Linked DNA regions of Bombyx mori: region 2 is linked to region 1. A link is a contact called in public Hi-C data. All regions are on one chromosome and are shown on one strand. The core of a region is the stretch at or near the end of the contact, and the rest is flanking DNA. Distances in the headings are between cores, read along the strand shown.

What was found. Hi-C and Micro-C count contacts between places; a contact is called where the count stands out from the background.
Region 2: a Hi-C map of posterior silk gland shows a contact between it and region 1, with 2.7 times the contacts expected there. The contact joins the promoter of Rabb here to the promoter of LOC101739524 in region 1. A contact is called at or near these places in 4 of 7 Hi-C or Micro-C datasets (middle silk gland, posterior silk gland and whole pupa).

Annotation. Positions count from the first base shown.
Region 1 is chr25:9,895,984-9,903,774 of ASM3026992v2, reverse strand. LOC101739524 (egl nine homolog 1) reads left to right here and starts at 3,764. Exons shown (of 7, transcript XM_004921742.5): 1 at 3,764-4,715. The coding sequence starts at 3,849. LOC101741191 (kielin/chordin-like protein) reads left to right here. Exons shown (of 24, transcript XM_012689612.4): 24 at 1-1,618.
Region 2 is chr25:10,116,679-10,124,469 of ASM3026992v2, reverse strand. It overlaps Rabb (small GTP-binding protein), which reads left to right and starts at 5,152. Exons shown (of 5, transcript NM_001043545.2): 1 at 5,152-5,265; 2 at 5,715-5,979; 3 at 7,315-7,446. The coding sequence starts at 5,252. LOC101740758 (putative uncharacterized protein DDB_G0282133) reads left to right here. Exons shown (of 7, transcript XM_004921836.5): 2 at 1-203; 3 at 378-569; 4 at 726-845; 5 at 1,499-1,756; 6 at 2,410-2,598; 7 at 3,012-3,187. The coding sequence ends at 3,089.

The sequences.
Region 1 (7,791 bases), core at 2,515-5,014:
CTGTCGCGAGTTAAATTTTACTCTAAGCTCGCTTAAAGAAGTTTCACTTCAAAATCTGTAGCAATTTGTCAAAAGCGTACTGCATGTGTACAACAGGATCCTTGTCATTTACCCTGTTTGAAAATTCACGCAAATTGATGTTAATATTCTATATCTTTCACAATCTTTCGTTTAAGCTACTTACCTACACGAAATTGTAAATTTAGTCAAACATACAAAAAGTGATTCTAGGGTCCAATTAAAATTGCCTAGAGTTTTAGTATGGCGATATTAAACTATCTTTAAAAGACAAAAATAACTAAAATGACAATCTTTTTTAATCTAAATTGTTGGGAAACAGTTCAAGCATGGCAACACAAAACTTACGACTTTACAGTAGTGTTGCCACACATCACATTACTCGAACATTGGTAAATAAATTTAGACATTGTCATTGTTTGTTCATAGTTAATTTGAAATACAATTCATTTTATGTCCAACCCACACACATAGATTGGCCTTTATGACTGTGATAGCCATATTTCATTCATATTAAATGCTAGAGGATACCTTAAAATGGTAATGGTCAACAGACGACTTCCTTTAATAACATCAACAATAAATCAATTAGCCAGAGATAAATACGGCCGTTATCGGAATTACACGGAAATAAAAAGCAAACTTAGATTGAAAAGTCAAAATAAAATAATTTTCCGTGCACGGTTATAACCTTATAACCACGGTTATAACTTTTACAACCTGATGTTCGGGTTTACGCCTCCTATTGCAATATTGGCTATCGAAACAAAAAATTCTTGCGTTGAAAATTCGTCTATTTAAAGCACTATTATATACAAGACTTTCAATTCATCAAACCGTCCGAATTACATTAAAGTTCTACAAAAAAACTAAGTTTAGTTCGCAATACGTACACCTAACTTAGACACACAGACAGATAATTTTCAGACGCCAACAATCATTAAAACGCCGACTCTAATTGAATCCAAAGAGAAATACATAAAAGCATTTTTTTTCTTTCTTTCTCATAAAATAACTTAAGTTTCGTAAGTGTAAGTACTCATAGGGAAGTGCAGAAGCGAGGGTGGACTGTTTACATGTGCTCTCTCTTTTACGCTCCCCTAAGTTCCTTTCGTTGGGTCTCGCTCTTTCATTCTATTCCAAACGTTATGTTCCACTGAGCCTTTTCCAAAAGAACGTGGCTCGACGTAGAACTAATCTAGTCTATTTTTCATTCATAATTTAAAAAAATAAACTCATATCATCACAAATAAGCTTCCATTCATTATATTTGTTGTTAATAAATAAAACGTACGTAAAATTCTAAATAAATTTAGAAAAATATTAGGTTTATTGTATGCATTAAATAGAGGTAATTAATTCTGAAGGGACACATTTTCATTTGTTAGATCCAAAAAAATCTAGACTATAGTATATTCAATGTATAGTGTGTGCTTTCAGAATTATTTTATACCTTGAATATTTATGGTATACTCACTAATATCTCTATATTAAATTTTCTCTTGAAATGATCGATCGAAAGAAAATAGTAGTTTAAGAATATAAATTTATATCTAATCATGTATTATCGAAAATTGGATAAATCGTTTTATGTATTAAGTATTTGTGGTTTTATTTATGCCTGATGTAATTTACAAGTAATACACAAAATCTTTACAAAGAAAACCTACTTCAACAAAATAAAATGGACACTGTCAACGTCCATGAGTGACGGTAACCACTTACCATCAGGTGGGCCGTATGCTCATCTGTCTCCAAGAGCAATAAAAAACCAAAAAATCGATTAAATATGAATTAATAAGGATAACTCAAATACTATTGATCTGGCGACCATTATCAGATATTTTGAATGAGAGAATCCACCAGCTTTCAAATAATAATAATAAATCATCAAAATCGATTCAATTAGAAGAAAGGTCGGAAAACACACAAAAAATACACTCGAATTGAAAGCCTGCTTCCTCCTTTTTTGAAATGATTAAAAAACCTCGAGAGAGTTAGTTATAGTTAATCGATGTAAAATTGCTAGTATCTCGTCACGAATTAGGCGCGGTAACATTACCGTGGGCTTCACAGGCCAAGTACCTAGGCATCACCCTCTATAGAGTGCTGACGTTCGGTCCCCACATTAAGTAAGTACTCGACCGAGCCACGTTCTTACTCTGTCGACTCTACCCCATGATCTTCAAGCGAAGTAAATTGTCCTTTCGCAACAAGATGACACTTTACAAAACTTGTACACGTTCGTCTTGACCTCTGGAAGTGAATTATTCGCTAGCAGGTGCAAGGTTCGCTCTGCAGGTCATCCGATCGCATTTCTGCTGGATAGCCACTGTTCGTGAGGAAAGTCGACCTACACGACGACCTGAGCTTCGAATCGATCCAGAAGCACCTGAAATTCGCATCGGAACGCTACTTCGACAAGGACATGCGTCATGATAATCGCCTAATCGTTGCCGCCGCTGAATTGTCCGCGACTCTGACTCACGCAGGAGCTCGAGTCGAGTCACCGTCGACGCCCTAGCCACGTCCAAGCTTTACGATCCGTATTAGTTCTACTAACTCTATTATTATACGCTTGCAGCTCTGGTACTAGGAGCAGGCTCAGGGACCCTGGTAACCGTACTCGTCGAACTCGGCAAAGTTTTCGACGTGCAACCTAACCCATACATCAGTCCGCTGAGTTTCTCGCCGGATCTTCTCAGCGGGTCGCAATTCCGATCCGGTAGTAGTAGGTGCATTCGTGAAGCACCTACTACTACCTTGAGCTGTTACTCCACCCCTCCTATCCTACCCCTCCTAGGTGAGCCCGTGCTCGCCCACATATCCTGCTGAATGGTGAATCTGGAAAGGACTCTGGATCAAAGTAATAGTTTCTTTTTAAAAAAAATGCAATATAAAAAATGAAAATAAAAACAATATATTAAAAAAGATTTTTTAAATCTTAGTTGTAATGATTTTTTTCTAAAAATACTGCAAATTTTTATTTTGAATATGGCAGTTTAATTAGTGAAGACAGTATACTAGATCGCGCCAAACCAAAGAATAAAGTAATGTTAGGTAATAATAATTAAAGAAATGAATACACTGAATTTAAAACATAAACCGGAAACGTGTACAATCTAACCGGACTACTTCACAGATGGCAACCCTGTCTTTCTTAAATTTTACAATTTTCCGCGTTAGACTAGCGTGTGTAATGTAGGCCTAGAAAAGCCCCACCCTTCTCCAAATACTTTCCCTGAATATTTTTTATTGTGAAAAACCATACGCCTAACGACTAAACTTTCTCGTTTATTTATTTGAAGTCGGTAAAAGAAAAGAAAACCGTATTGGACTGCAAGATTACGTTAAAGTAAAATTGAAGATGAAGCCATAAATCTTCAAAGTTATTTTATTAGTAAATTCAACAATATAAAAAAGTAGTATCTCATGGAATCTTGCAATGTCATAGAAATTATCAAATAGAAATAGAAATAATCATGATTACAGAGGATACTCATATATTGGATCGTAAAGTTGCTCTTTTAGTCGATTTTTTTTATACTTAGTAGATTTTTCATAATTGTTATAGGGAATGCGTGAATCAGTCGCTATACAAGTCAAAAAGCTTCTTTTATGTTAGTCTAATAATATAAATACTAATTTGACAAAAAATAATACGGAAAACCTTAAAATTTAATAACATTATCTCTAAATTTGAAGCTAATATTAAATAAAATACTCAAAACTTTTAAAAATAAGTGCACTACTTGACTCTCATTCATCTGTCATGTCGATGACATACAGTTGACAAGTTGCAGGGCCGGCCCTTGGTAAATTATTTCAGAATGAATCAGGAAGGCGGGCTCGCTTGTTGCGCCGTATGCAATCAAAAAACTCAAAGAAGATGCGCAAGATGCCTCAATATTTACTACTGTAATACGGAACATCAACGACAGGACTGGAAGAGACATAAAAGTGAATGTATACCCAAATTAACGAAGCAGCTTGCAAAAAGTGATAATTTTGGTGAATGTTCAACTGTTACCAAAGAAGCTGCTAAGGAAATTGGAAACATTGCTCAAAATTATCAGCATGATGTTACGAAAGTATGCAATGATGGTGATGTAAGACATTTAAAAAAGTCAAAGACTAAAAACGAAAAAAAAAGTGTTTCCGAGGGTAGTAGTGTTAGTAAACAAAATAAATTTGACTTCAAGAAAAACATACAACAAACACAAAACAATAAAACTACATCGTCAGGACAAAGCGATAGCTCTGTGATTTCTAGTGTAGTGTTCACCAAGGAAGATTTGAATAGTGAAAGTGCCATAACTTATGAGGGTTCCTCAGAGAAGGAAATATTGAACGAGTCAGTACAGCAACTTAGTACGGTGGACTTCTCCACTGCGACTGGATCTAATGTGTTGAGAACCATTAACAGTACAGATACAAATATGCCCATTCTTCCTGAACCGACAGCCCGGGTGAAGGAGTACCCTGAGGCGTCATTGAAGGGAAGCGTGGCACCATTTAATCACATGCTCAATAGCTATTACATGGATCCAAGTGATCCATTCTATGAAATATGCCAGAGAGTGATCCGGGACATGACTCAATATGGTGTTTGTGTTTTGAACAATTTCCTGGGAAAAGACCAAGGACTATTAGTATTAAATGAAGTGTTAAAAATGTACAGATCAGGAATATTCACAGTAAGTTATTCATATTTATTTTTGTTGAAATGTTTTCTTAAAACAATAAAAAAAAAACTTTCTATGAAGTAAGATCATTTGAGACCGACAAACAAAATAATGATTCTCTGAGGCTCTCTGAATCCTTAAGATGAACTTTAGATGATCAATATTTGCTTAAGTTAAGACCACCAAAACAAATTTCTGACTCAGATATTTTATTTATTTATTCTTACATTAGTATAATCATAAATCAAGACCTTTAAACACATAGTTTTTGATAATTTTAACCTTGAGACATGAGGTAAAGCTTAAACCTAAATTTGCAAAAACAAATGGCCTATTTATCCTTTGAGTTAGGATCTAGATTGATTTAAATCTTCTGATGATTTGTCTACACCATACTTGTGAATTTTCACATATAAATGTAATTTGCGAAATTTTAAGCATTTCGCGTTACTGATTTTTATTATCTCATTTATTAATGTTATGTTGTCTTGCAATACGTTGATACTTAAGATAATGTTGGTATAGTGTCACCAAAAGCTTGGCTATATGTTGTGTCATCTGTTTTGAAGGTAATATAAAAACTGGTAGATTTATGACACTTAAGATTTTATTATCAAAGCATAAATAATGAAAAGTTATTCAGACTATTATTGTAAACCACATCTTGCAGGATTCATATTATGAGTCATTGTTTTGCAATTTAAAATAATAACAATTAGTATTGAAAAGCCGTACCCATTGAGTGTGATTGATAACATAAAGATCAATAAATTTTACAATACAATGAACTTTAGCTGCAGTTCAATGTCCTGGAAAAAAACACTATCGAAAGGTGACTATGGTGTCATAATATACCTACCATTGAATATCAGGTGTATTAAACTCAATTAATGTATTGTAGAATTGTTGAAAAATTTACAGTACAACATTGAGAGACAAAATCGGATAACAAAAAAACTGAATAAAGTTTAAATAAATAGTAAATTAATCTATTAATTATATAAACATATGTTAATAACAATTAATAATATAATATCATTTAAAACATAGTATAAATGATATAATTAGTTAGCACGGGTTATCATTATCATCATAGTAGATTGACATTTTGACAAATTTATAATAAATTTGTTTTCAAGTTAAAATATTTTATAGTTATTTTTAGCACTTCTTATTTTATTTTTATTAGTAACAAAGCACATTATTTCCTTATTACTAATTAAACTATTAAGAGTTGTAGATAGATAAAGTACTTATGTAGAAATACTTAAAAAGGAGACTCAACAAATTTCATCATAAAATAACAGACTAGAAACTAGTAACCTATAAGAATAACACTCTAACTAAAGAATAATTAGTAACAATTGAAACTGAATAATAATATGATGATTTACTGTAATGAGACTTGCTCTAGGTTAGTTCCCTCTCTCACAATTTTATAAGCCTAAGCCACTAGAAACTGGTGGTAGGACCTCTTGTGAGTCCGCACGGGCTGGTACCACCACCCTGCCTATTTCTGCCGTGAAGCAGTAATGCATTTCAGTTTGAAGGGTGGGGCAGCCGTTGTAACTATACTTGAGACCTTAGAACTTATATCTCATGGTGGGTGCGCATTTATGTTGTAGATGTCTATGGGCTCCAGTAACCACTTAACAGCAGGTGGGCTGTGAGCTCGTCCATCCAACTAAGCAATAAAAAGGAATATATAAATATACTGTGTTCATCTCATTTGTTTTCACCTGATTGGATCATATAGAACTTTAAGATTCAGAATACTCCTTCCTGCATGCCGACCCTAAATCCTTTAAGTCAGGGACATAAAAAATAAAAAATAAAAGCCTTTTGTTTAATCAATGGCGGATCCAGGGGGGGGGGTCATGGGGGTCATGACCACCCCCTGAGCTGGTTCCAGGACTTAGGTGGACCACTAATTGAATATAATGATTTTATTTATATATTTTGTCACCATACAGATTTTATGTAACTACATACCTTCAATATTTAATTAATTTAATATAATATAATAACTTTGTATAATAGCAAACGTCTGGGAACGAACGCATCTAAATTTGACTATGTGACCCCCTCTTGGCGCCAAAGCTGGATCCGCCCTTGTGTTTAATTGTTATATCTGTATACGTATTAATTGTTGCTATAATAGCATAGAAGCTATAATACTTACATCCGTTTGAACGTCTAGTGTGAAACGTGATCGGTTTAATGTTTTTCACGGATGTCCGTCAATTATTACCGCAAGTCGAACAAACTTACGTGCCTTTGGTCACTATGCACTACGTTAATGGGATACGCATATCAACACCGTCTAGGAGATGATATTTCGATTTTTCTTTGTTTACCAAAAACAATCATATTCATAACATACAAAAACAAAATATTATTGATAAATTTTATTTAAAGCATTTAACTAGACTTTAGAATAAAACAATTCTGGTTTGCGTACATTAAATCGCATTTAAATGAAAAAGAAAACTGAATTAAGTAATTGTAATTATTTTTTTATTGCTGGGTGGACGAGCTCACAGCCCACCTGGTGTTAAGTGGTTACTGGAGCCTATAGCATCTACAATATAAATGCGCCACCCACCTTGAAATAAGTTCTAAGGTCTCAAGTTTAGTTACAACGGCTGGTCCACCCTTCAGACCGAAACGCATTACTGCTTCACAGTAGAAAAAAAACTCAGACCGAAATACCACAGAGCACGCATGGAACATGCTCCAAAGATTTACAGAGCTTTGAAGGATTTCCCTGCAAACATTGCGGCTAAAGATTAACTTTTTTGTCATCTTTGCAGGACCTGCGACAATATGCCGCAGAGACGCAATATGCGCGGGTCAGAACTAAGACGACACGGTCACCACTAGTTCCGAAGCCTTTAAACCAATTGCATGGCCATAACATTTGGCTGTTTTCTCGCGTCAATTTGCGAAAATCGGTCGTGTCGTTAGATGATAATGCGTTTCCCGCCTGGGTATCAATTTCAAAATTTCAGCCACTTCACTAGTAGCACGATAATGTGACAATAACCTTGTTATCATTTATTTCATTTTTCAACCATTCATCTATCAT
Region 2 (7,791 bases), core at 3,903-6,402, 220 kb before region 1:
AATCTAGGGACACTGATAGAATAGATGTACCTATCAGTGAAGATATAATACTAGATAACAGTCAGTCTTCATGTGACAACGCGATATCGGAGTTTGCACAAAATGAACCAGAATGCAAAACCTATGATTACTCTACTGATGAGAATCTACGCCGAGATGCAATTACAGTTACTGGGAACGCTGATGCAGTCCTTGCTATTGAGGTACGTAGTTTCCCGACTACCAAGACTTATACTAAAGCTAAATGTAAAAAAAATTCATAATACTAAATGTCTAATTAGAAAACCAACACTCTTTTAGTTCACCTATTACATGCTTTTTTAATTACCTTGATTTCTGTAAGTAATAATGATTTAATTGTGCTTTGTATGTTCCAGTGCATAGAAAACAACTTCATTGCGGCTTGTCTAGATGGTAATGTCTATCACTTCAACAGTGATGGCCAACTGCTGAATACTTTAAGGGGCTCTAATTTAGCAGTTACCTGCATTACTATAGTAAAAGAAAAATATGGGACGACAGTCTATACTGGTTCGCTGGATTCTAGGATACGATATTACGATTTAGAGGTAATCAATTCAAATAAAGTAAAAATTTTTACTAGGTATTTTTTGACACTGATAATTTGTGTATAGATTTACGTATAAACATTGTGCACTAATAAATACTAAAGAAATGACTATTGCCGTAAACAATGTTTCACATTTCCTGTCAACCTATTTCAGACAGGAGTGGAAAAGGGCCCGGAGTGCAATGTTCTTAGTCCAATCCAGACTATGGATCGCGCCTGGGACACTATATTCGTCGGTACAAGAACTGGTTTTGTGCTGCAATTTGAATGCAAAGTGAGAAATATATTTATATAAAGCGTGTTCCTATCATCATCATCAGCCTTTACCCGCCCACTGCTGGACATAGGCCTTCCCCAATGCCTTCCACTGAATTGTTGAGTTGAAAATGTTTGTGTCATAGAAACAAACATCCTATGATACAAACATTTCCTGGACGAGAAACCACAACTCTACCAAGTTTGCTTTCAATCAGATTAATGGTTCAAGAAGAGATAAGGGATAAACATAGAATCTTTATTTAAATACATATTAAGTAATTTTTTTCTAAAAATACGGTTATTTGAGAAGCCAAAACAATATTAAAATCTATAAACAATTCAAAATTAGTATAATAATAATAATGTCGAAACTCCTCTCCAGTTAGTATATTTTTAATTTTTCAATGTTTGGTACTTGAGTACTGTTGGGTTAAGAACACTGAGTTTTTTTACTGACCCATCATAACAGGACCTTTCCCGCGATTCCAGGTTATCGTTACGTTTTGGGACACCTTGTATCTGATAGAAAATAATAGAATATGAATTAAATATAATAGACTATAGTATAGTATAGTATAGTGAGATAATAATTCTACCTTACTAATTATCAGATACACTTATAAAAAATTATAATGAATCATATTTACTAATAATTGTTATTTTCTGCAGAACAACATGCTCATTCCAGTCAGCACTGTGAAATTTTCGGATCAGTCAATCTTGGCTCTGCGAGCTATGAAAGAAGGCCCAAGGAAGGTTCTACTTGTGGCAGCGCGTTCAGAGAATGTGACAATTAAGGACGCACAAACAGGACTGCTGCTAAGGTCCTTAGTGGGTCCAAAAATGACTGTCTACACTTTATTATTTGAAGATGGCAAAGTGTACTGTGGAACGAGCAGTCATCAGATACATGTATTCGATTATAGTGTGAGTGCCACAATTTCACTTCATATTTATCTTATAATAAGAATGTAATACTATTGTAAGTGGTTACCAGAGCCCCACAGATACCATAACATGGCTGCTGCCACTCACGTTTAATCATAAAGTCGGCCCTGCACTCGAAGAGTGAAACAGCAGTTGTACTATAACATGGAAACTTCTAACTCATGTTTCAAGGTGGGTTTTACGTTTGGTGTCTATGGGGTCCAGTAACCCTATATGGCAGATCATAAGTTCATTTAACTATTTATTATAATTATATAATTCAATTAAATAATATAATTCAGATGGTTTTATTTTAAAAGACATGTAATCTTCATACACGGTAGATGGTGTCGGTTCTTGAAATCAAATTGTCAATAAACTGGTAGCATACATTAATGAAAACAAAACATTACTTAAATATTCGAATAAACTAATTATCTGAAACGTCATTTTTAGTACTGTAATTTCAAAGGGTTCAGCGGCACTTGTATTCATTTTCGGAAACAGTGCAATATAAAATGTATTATAGTGCCCTGCTTTTTAAATAAAAATAGTACAATTTGGCCAAATACAGAACTGCTAATAGTTATAAATATACAGCAATTGTTTACTGTTAAATATTGTGTAGTTTTACCCTATTGATAATTTATCAGACTGGCAGCCACGTTGGTTCACACGAAGGCGGTAAAGGCGCGGTGTGCCTGCGAGCGACGGGCGGGTTGGTGTTCGCGGGCTGCTACGATGGCTGCGTGTATGTGTACCGCGAGGGAGAGACTAGACCCCTCGCGCAGTTACGTGGCCCCAGCCTTATGTTACTGTCTCTGGCTATTGTTGGCAGCAAGGTAACATACATTTATATATAATTAATACAATTAACCCTTTGCTATAGTGGCTTTTTATTAAGTAAATATTAAACCATCTGAACGTACCAAAATTAATTAGAGAATATTTTTACACATTATCTTTCTACATTTAATTTTTATGGTTTCAAATTACATATAATTTGTTTTATAATGGATCATATGTGGTTACTAACTAGGTGGGTGAGCGAGCTCACTCCTCACCAAACCGAAACTTATTGATGCCATAACGCAGATGCCACTGGCGATCCATAACCCATGCCCATATCACGGCAGAAATAAGTTATAGTAATTTCTAAATTTATAATTCTTTTACTGGTTAATTTTTATTAAACAATCTTATGCCTACATTGTGGAAACCAAATATTATAAAATCTAATTTTTTTTAATTCCAGATAATCGCGGGCTATAAAGATAGAGGATTGTATATATGGAAGATACCTTTAAATATACTAAAGGAAATGATTTTATGAATACCTACCTGAATGTTAATAGATTTTCTCACCTTTAGTTGTAGTTGTTATTCATAAATGTAAAGATTTTTTTCTGTAAATAAAAAATATATATATTTTCCAGAGTATTTACTTTCAAAAGCTGTTTTCTCATTAATTCAGCCCTAAGGGCTGAGTCACACCGGAATGGCAGCGGCCGGCAGCTTCGCGGCGAGCACTTTCAGTGTGAAATAATTTTAAACTTTATCTGTATACTGAAAAGATCAGTATCGCTTGAAAAGTCAGGAAAGGTCGCGACACAGCCGCCGCCTGCCTGCGGTGAAGCGAGCAGCCGCGCGCCACGTGCGTCTTGTCGGTCGTTCTGCCCGCGGCTGCCAGCGGTGACACAGGCCGCTCGCGGCACCGCCGTCATATATAATAACCAATTCCATCACGTTCACTACAAACACACGAGTATTATTGCCGAATGAAGAAACTAAACTAGTCAAGAGGAGACTAGGCGCGTGCAGTCGAGAGGCTGCCAGCGGCGACGCCGGGAGCCGCTGGCATCGCCGCCGGCCGCTGCCATTCCGGTGTGACTCGGCCCTAAAGCGTCCAAATATTAGGAAACACTGTTCCCTGTTACAATCGTATTATGTAGAAATAATTAACGATTGTCCATTAACCACTATAGTTATAAATGTGGCATTGAAAGCATTTAAGCATTTTGTTGTGCAGTCATAATGTAAAACCAAATTTTAGGTACCTACCTATGATGATAATTTCTGAGAAAAAACAAAAGCAAGCTTTTTGGTAAGATATTGAATAAATGTTTGAAAAGTGGTATATTCAATAAAATATGTGAAACTTATAGTATTTTTTTTATATTTGGTGTCTACGATGAATGATGACTAAACCCGTTTCTAATATAACGGTTTATAATGATTAACTTATTATTTAATTACAAATTATAACTCATGATATATTAGTCATGTCATGGCCTAAAGGCTGTGCGCTCGTGAGCTCGTCCACCCACCTAATCGAAAAAAAACAATAGTGCTCATAAACTGCTTCTATATGTAATGGATAATTTATTAAACTCAATTCGTTTAATGTATGCTTTTTGTAAATATTGTAAATACCCTGGGAAAAACATTTCGATAAAAAATAAGGCAATCTTTGGAGCACAATGTTGGATTTTAGTCAATTAATAATTAATTATTATTTTAGTTTTTTATTGCTTAGATGGGTGGATGAGCTTACAGTTTACCTGGTGTTAAGTGGTTACTAGAGCCCATAGACATCTACATCGTAAATGTGCCACCCACCTTGAGATATTAGTTCTAAGGTCTCAGTATAGTTACAACGGCTGCCCTTTCCTTCGAATCGAAACGCATTACTGCTTCACGGCAGAAATAGGCAAGGTGGTGGTACCTGCCCCTGCGGACTCACAAGGGGTCCTTACCACTAGTAACTATGCAAATTATATTTCTGCGGGCTTGACTTTTATTACACGATGCTATTCCCTCACCGTGGAAGTCAATAGTGAACATTTGTTAAGTATGTATTTCATTAAAAAAACTGATACCCGCATGCGGGATTCGAACATCGTTGCATCAGTAGATACGAATGCACCGGACGTCTTATTGTTTGGGCCACGACGACTAATAAATTTCAAGCCTAAACTTATGGTGAATTGTTGACGTGAAATAAATAACCCATTCTCACCAAGAAAATCAATTAACATACTTCGACAAAACTTGAAAAATATAAAAATGAATAGTATAATAATTGAAACAGTAATATTTCAACCAACATACATTCATTTTATTAACAATTTTATAAGAACTTTACATTTTAGAGTAAGTGGTTAAAATTGGGGCCTTTACCTTATGTACATTTCCGTGGTCTACATTTTGCTAAATATGAGCACTGACTGCCCTACGCAAAAAGAAACAAAAAATCGACTAAAGGATTAGTCGATTCCTAAAAAAAATAGTTTTTGAACGCAAATTAATTCTTGCCAAGTGGCACTCCTGTTTAAATCTGACTTACGTCAGTGGGTGTTTCGTTCGGCGGCCATTATCCTACGTAGAATTAATTTTTTTTCGCTATTTAGTACTAGAAACAAAGAACTTAAGTGCTTTCGATAAATTCGACAACTAAATTGTGTGAAAAACAATTACTAGTACAAAATTAAAAAAATGAATCCAGAATAGTGAGTATTACATCTGTAACATGGCGATTTCATGAACAAGGATGGGCAAATATCACGTCTCTGTATCCTCATTATAAAATTTGCTTCATTTTTTACAATATTACGAACTACATTCACACCATAAGATATAGTTTTTTAATTTACAGTAATAGCTATATTGTGATGAAGGGGGTGAGTCATTGTGTTCGTGGTAGGTACTATAGTAATAGTGAAAACGTAGTCATTCGTATCGTGAATGGCGTATTTGATCTAAAATTTTATCATCGCATTTCCTGGATTTCAATTACAGCTTGTACACTTCTGTCAAAAAATATACGACGTTCCTTTGTTTGAGGATACAGAAGTTACGCCTCCTAAGGACATCAATAATTCTTCCAGTACAAACTGCATGATTTGCCCTTGACACGCACAGTATTTGTTTTAAAGTATATTTCAATTATTGATTACAGCGACTACTTATTCAAACTACTCCTGATTGGTGACTCTGGAGTTGGGAAATCATGTCTGTTGCTAAGATTCGCTGATGATACGTACACCGAGAGCTACATCAGTACTATTGGCGTGGACTTTAAAATTAGGACTGTAGACTTAAATGGCAAGACAATAAAGTTACAAATATGGGACACAGCTGGACAGGAGCGGTTTAGAACCATCACCTCATCATACTACAGAGGAGCACATGGAATCATCATTGTATATGATTGCACAGACCAGGTAATTATATGATCCTACACTAATATTTTCAGAATAAAATATCACATCTTAAGAACAAAAAAAACATTGTTTATTTTCTTTTTTATACTAAAATAAATGTTTAAAATAAGTATTTTATAAAAAATCTCGAAAGATTATGGTTTTAAACAAAGAAAACAAAGAACCAACATTTGACACATCTAAATTGCACAAAGAAGATTCACAAATTCAAATGTAAACTAAACCATTATTAATAATTACAAAATCTAGTATTTTCATTTGGAGTACATAGTAAAATTTCTAAATAAATTAGAAAATTGTTTATGCAAACAATAAATGAGAAAATAAAAAAAATTGGCATTGATCCAGTTCTCCAAACAAAACACTGAAGTGTAAACAATCAATGCAGTGAATCATATTAATCTATACCTCTCCTCCTACCTCTCTATATCTATACTGTTCAATATTTTTGGTGTTGATAAAAAATTACAATTTGCTTCACTTGTAAAATTTGAACTAATATTAAAAATATGGAACTGGATTTTTTAACTATTAGACACAGTTGACTTTACGTTTTGTATTTCTTATAACTTTTTATTTCCTTACTACAACTATTATAACTATTACACATTTAGAAAAAGACATTTCATGGTTGAAAATAATATATAGTTTAAAAAAAAATATATATGCTCTATGAATGGTATTTATTAAGATAATTTGCAAGTTCATTAGATTAGAGCAATGATACCATATCAATGTATGGTAATATATAAATAAATTTGCACACATTAAGATTAATATGACTATTATTCAAATAAGATTAAATTTTTGAATTTTTCTGTGAGAAAATCTAGTAATAGTGTCCTATTAAAAAAGATGCTCATCATTTGAAAATTCATTGTGAACTATTTAAGAGATTTACAGAAGCTGTAGAGTACATCAAAATATAATAGTTAAGGTCAATGATTAGTAGTTTGGCACATCAAATTTTACTAAAAAAACTCATCTTTTATTCATTTGGAAAAAAGTATTATTAACATAAAAATATAATGTGAAGACAACATTATTATAACCTTGCGTTTAATATTATTTAAATTGAAGCATTATAATTTTTTGTATTGATTGATTGATTTATGTAATTGTAATATATATATATAAAACAGTCAAACAATAGATTACAAGCAAAAGTGTAAGTTTATTTGTAACCAAGATCTCTAAAGTGTTCAATATTGTGACCAAACTTTCTAAAGTGACAGCTTACTAACTAGTTAGTTTTATTTCATGGGTCATATATCAGGATTACCCTTTTTTTAAATCAAAGAAAAACTTTCTAAAAAAATATATATTCCATTACAGGATTCATTCAGCAATGTGAAACAGTGGTTAGAGGAGATTGATCGTTACGCTTGTGACAATGTGAACAAACTGCTCGTCGGTAACAAGTGTGACTTAACCACTAAAAAGGTTGTCGACTTTAGTACAGCTAAGGTAAGTTATGAATGAATAAATACGTCTGTAAAGTAACTTTGTAACCAATTATTTTAGATGACTGAAAGTGGTTGAAGCTAGCTACTGTATGAATACACATTCACATTTGAGCTTTGTTTGTCACTACATATGTATATGTATGTATATTGCTACTGATGTAATGCTTATTGCACAATACCTAATCAATAATTAATGAGTAGTACTCTACATGTTGTCTTTGATTCTTTGTCTGGATCATTTACTTTGTGTGCAATTTTTGTTTGTGTTTTAATAAAATTTAAGAGAAGCATGTTTCATTGTGAAATTGAGTGACATTTGTATTTTATGATCTGGTAACCTGTAGAC